2 separate regions of the Gossypium hirsutum genome follow, and region 2 is linked to region 1. Evidence: chromatin contacts called from public Hi-C data. All regions are on one chromosome and are shown on one strand. Each heading gives the region's core, a stretch centred on a gene start, on an enhancer-like site or on the middle of the called end of the contact. The rest is flanking DNA. Distances are from core to core; before and after follow the strand shown.

Evidence for each region. Hi-C and Micro-C count contacts between places; a contact is called where the count stands out from the background.
Region 2: a contact with region 1 is called in a Hi-C map of leaf, with 1.5 times the contacts expected there. The contact joins the promoter of LOC107936840 here to the promoter of LOC107936951 in region 1. A contact is called at or near these places in 2 of 34 Hi-C or Micro-C datasets (both in leaf).

What each region holds. Positions count from the first base shown.
Region 1 is chrD13:56,900,884-56,903,583 of Gossypium_hirsutum_v2.1, reverse strand. It overlaps LOC107936951 (pentatricopeptide repeat-containing protein At5g18390, mitochondrial), which reads right to left and starts at 1,301. Exons shown (of 3, transcript XR_001694538.2): 1 at 1,224-1,301; 2 at 1-412.
Region 2 is chrD13:57,073,289-57,075,988 of Gossypium_hirsutum_v2.1, reverse strand. LOC107936840 reads left to right here and starts at 1,347. Exons shown (of 2, transcript XM_016869611.2): 1 at 1,347-1,785; 2 at 2,250-2,700. The coding sequence starts at 1,668.

The sequences.
Region 1 (2,700 bases), core at 52-2,551:
GAACGAGCCCATGAGAAGAAGCGAAGAGATTCTGTAGGGGAGTTTGAGCAGGAACGAAGTATGCGGAATACAAGTTCAGAGTTCACAGAAAGGTTCATGCGGTTGAGAGTGCGCTCTGGATGAACTTCACGACGAACGATGTTGGAAATGTGGTGGATAGCTGCAAAATAGTCATCTTTCGAAACAGAAGTGATGGAAACAGAAGTACCTTGGAGAGAATTTGCTAAGGTTAGGGTCCTAAAGGAACAGAGAAAGTTTATGTGATTTATTTCCATATTTGTGGAGCAGCTGTGCAGACCGGAGCATTTGTAGTAGAAGTTACAGTCCAGTAACCTTCATTTCCACCTCGATACTCGTTAATTGACAGAAGCAACAGAGGAATAATATGTTGCAATTTCAAAGAACTTCCGTACTGTAACAAGGAATAAACAAAAAATACCAATCACATGTACCACATCGAAAAGGAAACAAGACAAGATGACTAAAATCAATGGTAAAGAAACTCACTCTTATCATACATTAACATATAAACATATTAAGCTCACTTCTATGAGTCCTACGTGTTGCAGTTATTGCTTCTTTAGACCTAGCCCTCTAGGGCAAAAAGAATTTGAGCTACATTTCGCTAACACCAAAGAGAAATGCATAAAAATGGTATATTGAGCATCAGAAAATGACATTTCTTATAATAATTTCACACTAGCAACTTGTTTGATATACAAAATTGAACGATGAACTGAATGTGTACATTTCTTATCCCACTCTCATGTTCATTCAAATTGAGCATGTCTTCATGCTTTCAACATCAAGGCATCGTAGGTAACCCATAGAAACAGAACAATTAAAGAAGAAGAAAAAAAACCAAATAACACAAAACAAATAGCATCATAAAATTGCTTGCATAGTTTAACAATCGGATACAACTATTAAACATAACCCAGTTTGAGAAAGCAAAGTTCAATACTTGAAAGTAACATTTTCTAATAAAAGAAGTTGGTTTTATCCATTAAAGCTAAATATCCATTAATAAATTTATCACTTTTAACCCATGTATATTTCCTATATCAAAGAAGAGATTGGCAATCTTAAAGAAAATCGAACAGAAGCTTAAAGGTAGAGACTTTGAATAACTCAATTAAATCCACAAGCTTGAGAGTTGGAGTTGGAATTAAAATGGAAAAGAAGGAAATACATGAGAAAAAAAATAAAAATAAAGAACACACCTCCTTTCTCTGTGGCTGTTGGAGAGCGTGAAGACTTCAAAGACATAAAAACCAGAGAAAAATATGAAGTTTGAGTATTGGGCCTTGAACTGAGTCCAACCCATTAGATTAAATAGTGTACTTATGAGGGGCTGATTTGGATTAAATCCAACACTTAGAGATAAGATGAGGAAGAAAATTTAAGGCAAACTGTCTAGCTGGTCATCAAACTTTTTAAAAGTTTTCATTTTGATCATCTAAATAAAAATACTTACAATTTAACCATTGCCATTGGGGAAATTTTCATTTTAGTGACCCAACCCAACGTTAAATCCCGTTAAAAAAGAGAGTCAATTTTACATTTTTTTTTGGTCAAAATTTCCCTCTAAACCAAAGTCAAACCTTTTCGTCCACTATCAAAATCCTTTTTCACCATCTTCATTCGTGTTTATTGCACATACTTTCTTCCCCAGATGTATCATCCAATTACTCTTTGCCCAGACGCCCTATCATATTAGCGGTGAGGAAAATTTGATTCGACTTGATAAAATTGAAAAAGATTCAAATTTTCAAATATTTGAATCGAATTAATCAAGTTAATTGAATTAACTCCAATTTTTTTTTATTTTCGAGTTCGAATAGAGTTAATTTTCGAATTCGAATAACTCGAATAATTCAAATAAACTAAATATCAAACCTTCTTATTTCCCTTTTACTTTCTCTAAAAAATTTTATTTCCTCTCAAACCCCAAAAATTTTTTCCTTTTTACTTTGTCCCTAAAATTTTTACTTCCCCTAAAAAATTGTACTTCCCCCAAGCCCCCCAAATTTTTTTCTTTTATATTAAAATTTTTTATTGATATTAATTTCATATTTTATCTTTAAAATAACTTTTAATTATATTTAATATATTTTTTAATTTCAAAATAAATGATGACAAGAATCAGATGATAATTGAAGCAACTAAGCCACTATATAAAAGATTAATAAATAAATTATGGGAAGATGGAAGTTAATGCCTTAAAACTGGACTCTGACCATTGATTATCTTCATTGAAATAAACCGAAAAAAGGGCCACCCACAGAAACAAAAAAAAGTCTTGTATTCTTAATTATTAGTTCTTAATCAAGGAATTGGCACTGATAAGATTGAAAGTTGAATGAAATATTACGATAAACATTCAACTTAGATGGTGAAAAGTAAGGGAGATGGTAGATAATTTAGAGGCATGCCATTATCTCACAGCTTCTGGAGGATTGCGTTGTTCCCATTTATTGAGTAAAAAAATTTTAGAGGCATACTATTGGATAAGAGGAAAGAACCCACATAGTCAGAGATTGGTCACTTATGCATACAGATCCAAGGAATTAGTAAAATGAAACAAGATTAAATGATTAAAATTTTGAATACATATAATATTTATGTGTATTTGGTCATATGGTTTGTTTATATGAAAATTTAATGTGATTTTATTTAAAGCGTTATATGATACAAAAT
Region 2 (2,700 bases), core at 98-2,597, 170 kb before region 1:
GTAAAAATTTTAATATGGTACTTATATTTTAAAAATATTAATTTAATATTTAGAGTTATTTTTTCTAGTAAGATGAAATGTGGCATTTTTCCCACATAATTATCAGCATCAACATCCTGTTCAGCCGCGTTAATATAATTGCAGTTCTATCCTTTTATTATCCAAAAATTACAATTTAGTATAATTTGATGATCCACTTTGGGGGAAAAGGTCTCTCGTGATATAATGTTGATGAGGCGCGACTTTAAATGGAGGAGCGTATAGATATTCGGTAAGGAAGCCGTAGCTAATAATATTTTCCTGAAGACAGCTTTGGCCAAAAAAAAAAAACACTTCGAAGAAAATATTAAGCAGAGCCTTTACGCGATTTTAGGAGCGTGAATTTTACATTTTAATGTCTTTTTCGGTAAATTACTTTATAGTCTTTAATCTTTTCTTAAGTGGGAAAAAAAAAGCTAAAAGCTCTATAACAACACAAAAGCTAAAGCTAATCTTAATAGTCCTCTTACGTCTCCCACCATGATTCTAATCATTTAGAATTTCGTTGGTGTGAATTGACAATGATTTCTTTGATCATTCTTATAATGCTACTAAGAACACAACTTTACTTTATCTCTAAAGATAAGAGGTTCAACCCAAACATTTATCTATAAAATATCTCCTATTGTAAAAACGAATAAGAGAAGACATATTACAGAAACTCTACCCAAGTATAGCTTCAACGCTCTCAAACTACTATTTCTAGCGGTTTTCTACATTTCTTACCATATGAATTTCCCCTATTATATTATTCAATATATTATATGACTTAGCGTTATAATAATATTAAATTTTTTTTGCATACCTATATCATAATTGTCTTTTTTTTTGTACATTTAAAATTAACTTAACACACTCTTAGAAAGAGTAAATCATTGACGATTCACACTTCACAAATAAAATTATTTTTGTGATTCAAATCCATAAAGTGAATTACTTTTATGATTTAAACTCGTAAAATTAATTTTTAAATGAACACTCAATACAACTAGATCTAAGTATTAGATTATATCAAAAACTACTAATTACTTTTTATAGCCCTATCATTGAAGCATGGCTTTTCCACAAAAAGAGAACAATTATCAAAGCTTCAAATAGGGGGAATAAATGATCACACAAAGACTTCAACAACAAGTGAACAAAGAGAAAGGTGGTTGTATATAGAAAGACAAATCAAAATTATTAAAACAGAGAGGGAAACAGAGTGTGAAATACACTCACTTAACTGAAAGTAGGAATATTTTTCATCTAAAAAATAAAGGTTGGGGGTTGTGACTTGTGATGAATAGTCTAAAGCGACGGCAAACTGACCCATTCCCCAAAACAGAAAGAACAAAGAAAATCTATATATAAATTACATAAATATCAACATCATCATCTTCTTACTTTTCCAACAAAAACAAACACAAGTTGAAACTTCTCTCATTAATTGCCTCCTTCATTTGATCCTTTGAGAAAGAGGAAGAGAGAGGGGATTGTTTTAAACTTTCTTTCTTTTAATTGCCTCCTCTTTCTCTTCGAGGGTTTGTTTTTATTATTTTTCCTGTAAAAAGAAAGTTTAAAAAAGGGGTTGGGAAAGAGAAAGTTTGTTGAAGATAAATTCTGGATTTTAGTGGGTTTTTGAAGATATGTTGGGGTGTGAATGTTTTTGTTGGCATGATAAACACAGTGATTATGATGAGTTCACCCCTTTGCCTCAACCTCAGCCTTTTTCTTTGCCTTCTCCAATCCCAGATTGGCCTCCAGGTAATTTATCCTTTGATTTTCCTACACAAGTCAAAATTTTCCTTTTTGGTTGATTTATAGAGGAATTAAAATGAATTTCTGTTTTCTGTTTTCCTTTCAAAACATTATTATGATTTACCTGAGATATTTTTTTTCTTTTCTATTTTTGGAAATTGTCTTTCTTTTAACTATTTATTTAACTATGGAGTATGACGATTATGATTCATGAAGATTTTTTAGCTAGATTTTTTGGATAACAATACACCCTTTAGGGAGTAAGAAAAAAGAATTTTAGGTTATCCAAAATGGAAAAAAAAAGAATAATTTCTAATGGATAAAGATATTACTATTATATATAGTAACTTTAAGAATGCTGTAAATGACATTCAGACTCGAATCCGAGTAGCATGGATGATAGTGTCCTTACAAGCCACATGACATAGATTTGTTGACTCGATTTCTGTAATGAACTACCATTTTTTCAGGTCAAGGATTTGCCACTGGAAAAATTAACCTAGGAGAACTAGAAGTGGTTAAAATCACCAAGTTTGAGGGTGTTTGGAGCTGCGATTCGTTGCACGGTAAAGCTAAAGGTCCCACATTTTACAAACCTGTTGGCATTCCGGATGGATTTTTCTGTCTCGGTTATTACTGTCAGCCAAATGACCAGCCCCTTCGAGGCTATGTTCTTGTGGCTCGTGAAAGGGAAGGTTCGACTCCAGAAGTTTATCGTGACTATGACTCGGATTCAGACTTTCCAGCTTTAAAGAAACCTGTTAATTACTCATTGATTTGGAGTTCAGAACTAGATCGCAATGGTTGTGGTTTCTTCTGGCTCCCGAACGCGCCGATGGGTTACAAAGCAATGGGAATTTTGGTTACCGACACGCCCGAGGAGCCTGATGACGATGAAGTAAGATGTGTTCGAGAAGATCT